Regions from separate parts of the Mus musculus genome. Here all the other regions are linked to region 1. The links are chromatin contacts, called in public Hi-C maps. All regions are on one chromosome and are shown on one strand. The core of a region is the stretch at or near the end of the contact, and the rest is flanking DNA. Distances in the headings are between cores, read along the strand shown.

What was found. A called contact is a pair of places that touch in the nucleus more often than the background predicts.
Region 2: a contact with region 1 is called in a Hi-C map of liver, with 2.0 times the contacts expected there. The contact joins two enhancer-like sites. A contact is called at or near these places in 11 of 484 Hi-C or Micro-C datasets (bone marrow-derived macrophages, differentiating embryonic stem cells, embryonic stem cells and 6 more) and 14 of 115 datasets of contacts at active chromatin or transcription factors (the HPC-7 cell line, bone marrow-derived macrophages, craniofacial prominence and 6 more).
Region 3: a contact with region 1 is called in a Hi-C map of liver, with 2.0 times the contacts expected there. The contact joins two enhancer-like sites. A contact is called at or near these places in 1 of 39 promoter capture datasets (liver), 12 of 484 Hi-C or Micro-C datasets (the C2C12 cell line, ECoMG myeloid progenitors, the HL-1 cell line and 8 more), 8 of 115 datasets of contacts at active chromatin or transcription factors (the HPC-7 cell line, bone marrow-derived macrophages, double positive thymocytes and 4 more) and 1 of 9 other capture datasets (embryonic stem cells).

The regions. Positions count from the first base shown.
Region 1 is chr13:37,466,414-37,469,906 of GRCm38.p6, forward strand. No RefSeq gene overlaps it. Among named protein-coding and RNA genes, the nearest start is that of Gm40914, 19 kb to the right of the region's middle. Within about 2 kb of position 1,593, at least 71 of the 459 cell types and tissues checked have an H3K27ac peak or open chromatin away from gene starts, as enhancers often do. A contact at or near this core is called in brown adipocytes, hepatocytes and liver, where this site is marked.
Region 2 is chr13:37,687,896-37,691,388 of GRCm38.p6, forward strand. No RefSeq gene overlaps it. Among named protein-coding and RNA genes, the nearest start is that of AI463229, 22 kb to the left of the region's middle. Within about 2 kb of position 1,711, at least 6 of the 459 cell types and tissues checked have an H3K27ac peak or open chromatin away from gene starts, as enhancers often do. A contact at or near this core is called in hepatocytes and liver, where this site is marked.
Region 3 is chr13:37,601,974-37,605,466 of GRCm38.p6, forward strand. No RefSeq gene overlaps it. Among named protein-coding and RNA genes, the nearest start is that of Gm47754, 23 kb to the left of the region's middle. Within about 2 kb of position 1,823, at least 25 of the 459 cell types and tissues checked have an H3K27ac peak or open chromatin away from gene starts, as enhancers often do. A contact at or near this core is called in brown adipocytes, hepatocytes and liver, where this site is marked.

The DNA.
Region 1 (3,493 bases), core at 343-2,842:
ATTACTGAGAAAGGGAGTAAAGAAAATATATATGGGGAGCAGGGGGTAGCCGAGGGGCTGTAATCTGTAGTTGACAGTGAGAGAGACAATGAGACCCAGATATAGCTGAAGGCTCAACCTGAGGAGAGAAAGGAGTCTAGGCAGGGAACTAGAGAGGTGAGTAAAGAGATGACTCCCCCTCACTCGAAAGTCTCTGCCAGGTTGATTTGTGGCAACAGTTCGCCCTTCACCACCCTGGGAACTCTTCCGTGTATATATATTTGTTGCCAAGCAAGAAGTCAGAGGTCTGGGTTATATGTCCCTGTCATCAGCCGAGGAGAGCCAGGGACAGGGCTCCATCTGTAGCATCCAGGTTCTTCTTGCACACTTCTACCTGGTACAGTAGGGGCCCTTGACTTTGCACAGAGAATTTCAGCCTGAGCCGGTACGAAGCAGAGTTGGAGTTTATTCAGAAGAAAAATATTAACACAGATTTCAGCACAGGGGCTGAAGAAAGAGGGTCATCTGGGGACAGATGGGACACACCCAGGAATGGGTGGGGGCTTCTTAAGGGACAGTGTTGCTTAAATGTCCAGCAATAGCAGTCTATAGTATTTGGGTAGCTTTTGGAATTACGTTGCTCAGAGGGATTTCTTTATCTCCGTATAGATCATGAGATTACAGAGGGGCTCTGCAGGTGCCTGGGACAGGGCTGCAATCCATTAAGGCAAGGCATGGGACTAAGGTTGTACAAGAAAGCAAAGGCATATCTTTTAGGTAAATGAAGGGACTGGGACGATCCTTGGGAGAGTCCTGGAAAACTGCAAGCTTGTAACTGAGAAAGGACTAGTGAATATATACTGGAATATAAGTGAATATACTGGAGGTCATATATGCATTGCCCTTAAACATGATGTTCCGACATTTTAACGGTCTTCTTTGAAATATATATAAAGTACATAAAGGTAACACTGTCTCTGTGTAGGCGGCCCCCCCACCCCACCCCAACAGTAAATGTCAATCCTGTTGGGATCCTTGGCTTTAGGCTGTTGAGAGACATTCCCATACCATTCAGTTCCCTGTCGTCTTCTCTCCTTTCTCCTCTCTGCGTTCACTCAAGGAAAGCCTAGAGGCGAGTGGGCAGGGAGCTTCTCCCAGTGCCCATCAAGATCTCTCCGCCACAGGCACACTGGCAGAGACTCTGTCCCGGTGCTTTGCCATCAGTCTTCTTGGTCCCACAGTGCCGCTTTACGCACCTGTGACTCTTGGGCCCTCAATAAAAACGGAGTAAGAGTAACCCAGATGGAACGTCATATCTCAGGGTTATTGATAGGAAATTAGATACTGATAGCTTAGAGGGTAGATATCTGCCCAGCCCTAGTGTTTTAAAGGTTTATTATAACTATATATATAAAAAAAAAGATTATAAACTTGCCAGTTTAAATAGATCTAAGTCCTTTGCATCGGATGGTATTTTCCACTTAACTCTCCTCTGGGGGGCGCTGGAGTCTAGTTAACCCCAGGAAAGCTGGCAAGTATCTGGCATCTGGCCTCTTCTGGTTTCGTGACAAAGGTGTACCCGTTGAAAGAGCAAGGCAAACAGGCCGCTTTGCCAATGGGGTGGAGATAAGGAAGGGGCAGGCCCCTCTGAGTCTTTACGTGCACGCAGTGGGCAAAAGTGGGGAGGCCTTCCTGGGAGCCAACAGAGTTCCACAGGGAGAATCTGCTGGGAACTGGAGCCCCTGCCTCATATGGCCTGACCCCCTACCTCCCACCCTCTTTTCGGGGCTGCTCTCTTGGCCTGAATTAAACTCTCGGTGTGGAAATCTGTTAGGGAACAAGATAAATGCCAAGAAGGCAAGAGAGGAGAAACACAGGGTAAAATGACAGGGAGGATTCTGCAGCCTCCCAGCGCTCCCAACTTGGGGCTCAAGCACACATCGCCACCCTCCCCTGCAGCCCACACCAGCAGGCTGGGGTGAAGACCTGAGGAAGAAGATAGGCCAAACAGAGGCTGGAAGCTGCCCTGGAAGAGAGAGGCCAGGCCCAGAGTCTTGAGAATGTTTTCTTTTCGGGGAGATGCTTCGAGGCGTGCAAAAGTGAACAGTGACAGCTTGCAGGAGCCCGGGCAGTCAGGGCTCAGCAGACAACCCTCTGAAGGGGGCGTGGGGTGGGGATGCTGGCTGGCTGTGGCAGCATCGGGCGGGTCACTGCACAAAATGGTTTTTATAGCTCTATTTGGCTTCACAGTCCTCAAACATAGACAAGCTGGAGGGCGGGTGGTTTTAAGATCCACTTGTGTGCCATTAAAGCACCCAGATGGGAATTCTAAGGGTTTCTGTACTCCCAGCTTCTTAAGCAACAATAGGAAAAAGCCCAGAAAAACAAACACAGTCGGAACATCAGGTTTTCTTTGTTTCCACTTAAAAAAAAAAAAAAAAAAAAAAAAAAAAAACCAAACACCCTCCCCAGGCACGTGCACCTTCCACCAAAATGTGGCATTGACTTTTAAAATACAAACAAAAGGCAGCAGAAACTGTGGGTGGAAAAGAAAAAAAAAGAGCTGTGCTATCCTGGGATGTTCCAGCTCCACTTCTACTGTGGAAGCCAGAACAGAGATCTTCCATACGGACTGCAGAAGCATGGAAAAATCCGAGCCACCATGTTCTGTAGATGTCTCATGAAGCATTCGCAGACAGCATCTCAGGTCATCCACGTTCACTTTTAGATCAGCTAAAGGGTATGCCAGATTAGCAAACACAACTGCAAAATTCGGGGTCCCAGAGACAAGAGGAACCCTTCCCCGCTATGAATTATGACCCTTGCTTGCAGAGTCTACAACTGTCCTGATGTCTGATTGCAGCCAAAGGCCAGACTACCCAGGAGCATGCAGTGACATGCAGGTTCAGGAGCTGCCTGTATGGGAAGGTGTCAGCAAACAACCTCGCATCTGGGTCCTACTTCATGGCTCTACAGAGCCAAGCCTCGAAGATGCTGAGCAAGGGGAGTAACAGATGTTCTCTCTCTCTCTCTCTCTCTCTCTCTCTCTCTCACACACACACACACACACACACACACACACACACACATGCACACACATACACACAAAAGATCCATAACACTGAAACATTTGACAATATTCAGCAGCCATGTCCTGAAGTCTGGAGAAGCCAGCTTCCTTTGGTGATGAACAGCAGTGTGGAAGTGTAAGCTGAATAAGCCCTTTCCTCTCTAACTTGCTTCTTGGTCATGATGCTTTGTGCAGGAATAGAAACCCTGACTAAGACAGTGTGAACCAGTGTTTCTATTTGCTTCACTGTCCCATCACCTAGTTTTGGGCATCCCCTAGACAATCACCTAGTTTGGGGGCAGATGCTCTTGGCTGACCCTTGGCCTTTCAGATAGATCCTCGGATTCTGGGTGTCGTCTTCTTTGGAGGTATATGGTTTAAAGTGAGAGGAGGAGAGGAAACCGTTTTTTAAAAAGCCACTCTTAGTCAGTGAGGAAAGAAGCT
Region 2 (3,493 bases), core at 461-2,960, 220 kb after region 1:
AGACAAGCAGGAAGCCCTAGGTTCAATTCCCAGCACTACCAAAAATACAGTCATTCCAGGAAAGACTAAGAGTTTTGATGATATCAAAAATAATTGACTACGAGTTTTGATTATATCCTAAATAATTATTTTTTAGAAGGAAATATATGAAGGAGAATGGGCTTATGCCAACTAGCAGGTTTGCATCCCTGACATTCTAACCTTACAGATCAGTTATTACAAAAAAAAAAAAAAAAAGAAAAGAAAGGGCATGAAAGAGCTTTGAGAATTAGCATGTAGAAGGGCAAGTCCCAGGAGGGGACCCCAGGTAACCAAGGTGACCCTCTAGTGTTGGAGGCCATGGAAACAGCTCTACCCTTTGGAAGGTAAACTGCCAATATGTGTTCAAATGGAGTACCCATAGCAACCTCAGCTCGAGGTAACCATTATACAGAAGCCTGGGCTTTGCTGTTTGTATGTACTCTACTTGGCTCTCAGCACTGCTGATGATAGTAAACACCTGGAAATGGGTTGGAAGTCTGTCAGATAAGCCTGGGGGTGTAGCTTAGTGATAGAGCACCTGCCCAGCATGTGGGAGACCCTAGATGCACTCCCCCATACTACAAGAAATAATTAAGTCTGTCAAATTAGGGGTGACTAGAAACCTAAGCACAGTTTTCATACATACTATTATGAAGCTCTTGAGTAAGTATTCTTTCTATCTATTTGGTCTAGGAAGATGTCCATAATACACTCTACATTAAAAAAATAATTTGTGGACTGGAGAGATGGCTCAGTGGTTAAGAGCACTGACTGCTCTTCCAAAGGTCCTGAGTTCAAGTCCCAGCAACCATACAGTGGCTCACAACCATCTGTAATGAGATCTGATGCCCTCTTCTGGTGTGTCTGAAAACAGCTACAGTGTAATATAATAAGTAAATAAATCTTAGAAAGAAAGAAGGAAAGAAAGAAAGACCTACATTTGCTCTTTAGACTTTTTTTTTTCATTTCTAAAACCATTATGCGTAGTTGAGTATATCAGTGTGTAGGCATAGCTCATGAGTCTAAGTACCCTTGGAGGCCAGAAGAGGGCATCAGATCCCCTGGAGCTGGTACGAGTACCTGGGAGCTGCCAACTGTGGTGCTGGGCACTGAAGCTGGGTCCTCTGCAAGAACATTGCTCCTCTTAAGCATGCAGTCGTATCTCCATTCCCGACTCTCTTATTCAAACAATCAAATTATAAAATTTAGTTGGTACATTAGGCATCGTAAAAGATGAACACTGAAATTTTGGTGATGTACTACATGTTGTCTCCTTGCATCTTTTCTCTCTCTCTCTCTCTCTCTCTCTCTCTCTCTCTCAACAGCTAATTGTTCCATGCTTGGCTCTTTTACGATGTTGAGGTGAATGACATGGGTGTTGTAACACACCATTGCACCACTCCTGACCTTGTAATGACGTCAGGGGGAGGCTTATCCTGCTGTGGTGATGCCTGTGGACCATGGGTGATAGAAACCACAGAGAACAAATCCTTGGTAAGGGGGACAGACTCTGCTGTGACTCTGTCTCTCTGCTCCACTTCACACACACCCGACCAGTGTTTCTCTGTTGGTGTGTGTCTGTGTGCATGCGCATTTGAGTGTAAGTGGGAACACTTGTGTGCGGGTAGGTGTGGAAGCCAGAGGTTGACACTGGGTGTCTTACTCAATAACTCTGCACAAGGCCAGGTCTCTAATTGAACCCTGATTTACCTAGTGTAGACAGCCATCTCCTGTCTTTGCCTCTGGAGGGCTGTGAGGACAGGCAAACTGCTCTCACCCACATAGCTGGGGACCCAAACTCTCCTCCCTGTATACTCTTTATTTGAGAAGCCCCATAACTTGTGCCTTATTTAAAAAAACAAAAACAAAAAAACAAAAAAAAAAAAAACAAAAAGCAGGAGGATTTGCATGCAATTACAGTAGGATGGGACATGGATGGGAAACAGGAGGAGGAAGGGCTTCACCACCAAAGTGTTCTCCCTTTGCTCCTCTGGCTTGTTTACATTTTTAAAAATCAACCTGTGTTACTCACAACCTGTGGTACTTGTGTTTCCTCATTGTTTCTCTCTCTCTCTCTCTCTCTCTCTCTCTCTCTCTCTCTCTCTCTCTCTCTCTCTCTCCTTTAAGACATGGTCTTACTATGTAGCTCTGATCCCGAAATTCACTTATGTAGACCAGACAAGGATTCTCCCGCCTCTGCCTCCTCTGCCTCCTCTGCCTCCTGCCCCTGCCTCTGCCTCTGCCTCTGCCTCTGCCTCTGCCTCTGCCTCTGCCTCTGCCTCTGCCTCCTCTGCCTCCTCTGCCTCTGCCTCCTCTGCCTCCTCTGCCTCTGCCTCCTCTGCCTCCTCTGCCTCCTCTGCCTCCTCTGCTTCTGCCTCCTCTGCCTCTGCCTCCTCTGCCTCCTCTGCCTCTGCCTCCTCTGCCTCCTCTGCCTCCTCTGCCTCCTCTGCCTCTGCCTCTGCCTCCTCTGCCTCCTCTGCCTCCTCTGCCTCCTCTGCCTCTGCCTCTGCCTCCTCTGCCTCCTCTGCCTCCTCTGCCTCCTCTGCCTATGCCTCCTCTGCCTATGCCTCCTCTGCCTATGCCTCCTCTGCCTCTGCCTCTGCCTCCTCTGCCTCCTCTGCCTCCTCTGCCTCCTCTGCCTCCTCTGCCTCCTCTGCCTCTGCCTCTGCCTCTGCCTCCTCTGCCTCCTCTGCCTCTGCCTCCTCTGCCTCTGCCTCCTCTGCCTCCTCTGCCTCCTCTGCCTCCTCTGCCTCCTCTGCCTCCTCTGCCTCCTCTGCCTCTGCCTCTGCCTCTGCCTCTGCCTCTGCCTCTGCCTCTGCCTCTGCCTCTGCCTCTGCCTCAAGTTCCCAAGTTCTGAGATAAGGCCATACACCTGGCTACTCATGGTTTTTGTTATTTGGGGGGCAAGGGGGTATCTGCATACATGTCTTTTTGAGGGTGTCAGATGTCCTTCAGGTGTGTTACAGAGGTGCTACAGCAGGTGTTACAGAGAGTTGTGATCTGCCATTTGGGTGATGGGAATTGAAGCTGGGTCCTCTGGAGGAGCAGCTAGTACTCTCAACTACTAAGCCATCTCTCCCAATACTCAAGTTTTTCAGAGGTGTATAAAAGGTGGAGAGAACTGTGTACCAGATAGAGAGAGAAGGCTGCAATCCTTTTATACCCATGATTCCAAACAGCAGCACAACTGAGAAGTGAGGCTTGGGACTGTTGCCCTGTAGGGAGGGGAGGCAATAAAAGCCTCCCCTGGGCTGTAGGGTAGATGGTCTGAGCAAGCGACCCAGAATGGTGTCGCTGCACCCTCTCGCCACTGCTCTAACCCACATGTTATACCCATGATACCTCCCTTCCCTTCCTAGAGAATCCTACCAGGAGCCCTCCACACACTTGGCTAATCATGTACTAGTAAGGGGCTCATCAATGCTCCTTAAGAAAGAGAGACTGAGAGATCAAAATTCATCCCATCCATTCC
Region 3 (3,493 bases), core at 573-3,072, 140 kb after region 1:
CCTCCAATCTCATCAGAGACGAGCAGGAGGATGGAAAATGGCCAGTGATTGGTTATCTTAGTGATTGGATACCCGCTGTTCATGCAGCATCTTCTGACTTCTATAGTATAAGAACACACACCTGCTAATAGAATTCATGAGAACTCAGTCAGCGTTGGCCTCATGGAGACCCCTTCCCCCTTGCCAATGACTCACGCACCTATCTGCACACCAAGGTACCATTAGCCTTGCGTTCAGCTTAAAGTGACAGAAAGTCACAGAGGGTGGTAGCCTGACACCATGGTTCATTTCTCTCTGTGTAAAAGGGAGCCACAGACAAGTTGAGGATACTTGTGATAGTCCTGTAGTTTCTAAAACACTGCCATCCTCCTGCCATCCCTGGGAGATAGCGGCCCTCCTCTTCTGGCTCTGAAGTGGCAGTAGACAGACTGGGTAATTTATAAAGTACAGAGATTTCTTTGGCTTCTTTCCCTGGCGTCTGGGCAGTGCAAGAGCGTGGTGCTGACATATGACAAAGACCTCGTGCAGCCTTTCCCAAGTCTGAAGGACAGGCAAGCACATTCAGGACAGAAGAAAATCTTGTTATCAGGAGTCCACTCCTGTGACAATGGAAAGAGCCCTCTTGACACTGTCAGAATGGCATAAAAAACAAATGTCAAATGAGTGTTAGGAAACAGAGTCAAACCAAAGCTGAGCATTTGTCCTATAACAAATATAGGTCAAAAAACAATTATCAGACTGGAAAGATGGCTCAGTGGTTAAGAGCACTGACTGATCTTCCAAAGGACTCAAGTTCCATTCCTTGCACCTACTGTGACTAGCAACTGTTTCTAACCCCAGTTCCGGGAGGTCAGTGTTCTTTTCTGGCCTTCATGATCACCGCACAAACATAGTTGCATAGATATACATGCAGGTGAAACACCAATACACATAAAAATTAAAAATAAACATAATTATCTGGTTCTCCCCAGTTTCAAGGCATGCTGGGAGATCCCTTTGTTGTTGTTCAGGAAGCTCACAGCTGCTGGCTACTCCAGATCCAAGCAATCTAACCCCTCCCCCCTTTTTGTCGTCACGCGCACACAAACACGCATGCGGGCACACTCTCATGCACCACATGCGCACACACAAACATAATAAAAATAAAAGATTTCTAAGATATTTAAGACGACTATGGCAATTCGTGATGTGTAAGCAAAAATCACATCAAACATGTGCTTTATAAGAGAGTTTGCTCAGGATTACAAGAAGGCAGAAAACACTACTTCTGTTGGAAAGTAAGGAAAATAATATAGAGGAGAAAAGGATGTGGCAAATATTAAAATGGTAATTCCAGATGCCTGAGGTGAGGAGCGCTGCCATTTGGCTTAATGACCCTCTTCCTAGAGAAAATCCAGGCTCGTGGAGGAGACCCAACTTGTCCACATCCCCATATAATTGCATCATTAGCTTGATAACATCATTTTTAAACCCCAGTGAATCACCCTAACACCACACTGGAGAGTAACTGCTTTGTACATTCCCATACCTTAGATGAAAACCCTTTCTATAAAAAATACGACTTTTTGATACGATCTTTTTCTGTAAATATAAGCATAGTCTTTGACATAAATACAATTCAAGGCATAATGTAGTAACTAGTGGTGTCTCAGAGGGCTCTGTGATAGGTCCACAGGGATCCTGATGTCGACAGACAACACCTAACACACTAGCTGCCAGTTCACAAGAAGCCTTTTTTCTTTTTGATGTCCTTCAGGGCTGAGTTTCACAACCGTGGTGACTTTTGTCAGCATTTCTGGGAAACGGAGGACAAGCTTATGAAACAGTACAGCAGTAACAGAAGCCAATGACATGCATCCAAGAGGAGCAGTACAAATGGCAGTACATATGAGGGGTCTCATACTGCCTCATTTGGAAGTAGAATCTTCCGAGCATAAATGCAAATATGTGTCAGGTAGATGCAAATTTATGGGGGAGATATGCAAATTTGCCTCATAAGCCTCAAAGGAGGAAAATACACCCATATGTTTTTTTTTTTCTTGTTTGGGTGGGGCTTCGTGCCAGGGATCAAATTCAAGGTTTCTTAGGCAAGTACTCCACCACTAAACTATAGCCTTGCCCTGGAGTTTTTCTCTTAGAACCAGACTGCAACATCCTTTTAGGACCTTTTGTTGCAGTATGCAACCTCACCAACATGCTCTCCAGAGAGATACAACGTAATTCAGACTTCAGAAGGTCTCAGCATTCAGTCAGCTACATATTTAAGTGACCCGGAAGAGGCATGGGCTGTTGAAGACCTCTGACACACTGGATAAGTTTCTAGCCAGTGAAGCCTCTGAACTCAGAACTGAGTGGCGACATGATGCAGACTCTGCGGCTGTGCTACCTCTGTCTGTCCAGGGTTGGCTTTGGAGGAGGCAGGAGTGATAAGTGCTCAAGGTCTCTTGGCCTCCAGAGTGGCTGAAACTTTGAAATAACGATGTTTTTATCCACACAGATTTGTGGATGAGCCGTTTGTGGTGATTCGCCACCAGCGCATCCTCCCTCCACGGGAGCAGGACGGGGAGTGTTGGTGGGTGAGGGTAAGAAAAGACTAGGTCAGAGACAGGGTCCTGCCTTGTGTCTAGCAGTATATCATGATAGAAAGGAAAAACAGCTACAAACTTAAAACAGCCTAGACTAATAATACACAAGGACTAGGAACGCTGATCTGATGTCACTTGGCCTCTGCACACTGCCCTGCTGTACTTTCTGCAAGTGACTTGTTGTAAATAACACCCAGATACAGAACTGGAGGGGTGGGAGAAGGGAGAAGTCATTGCCATCTCTCCAGCCCACCACGCATGCGAGCAAACAGATGAGCAAAGGCAGGTATGGCCTTAGACTCACCCCTGACAGCTATTCTTGGCTGTCAACTTGAATGCAACCAGAATTAGCCCAAACCAAAGCAGCTGAGTTCACCTGTAAGGTTTTTTTTTCCCCTGAAATCATTTGAAGTGGGAAAGACCCACTTTTAATTCAAATCTTGTGACGTTGGATGATACACCTTTAACCCAGATCTTTTGACGTAGGAAGAGCCACCTTCAATCTGGGCCACACCTTCTGCTGGCAGCCTATATAAAGGACATGGAAGAAGGAAGCTTGCTCTTTACCTGATTGCCCTCACTCTCACTGGCAAATCCATTCCTTCACTGGCATTAGAGCTGACTTCTTTAGGATTCTGGGATACACTGAAACCTTTCATTGGTAGACAACCATTGTTGCACTAGCTGGACAATGGCCTATAAGCCATTCTAATAAATTCCACATATAGATATGTACATGTTTATATATGTGCATATGTATTCATTCTATAAGTTCTACTTCTCTAGTGAACCCCCCCCATATATCAATCTTTTCTGTCACAGAAATCTAGAAATGATTTCCAGATGGTTCCATGGGGCATAACTTATCATTACATCAGGGAGCAGCAGGCTGCTTCTGACCACATCCA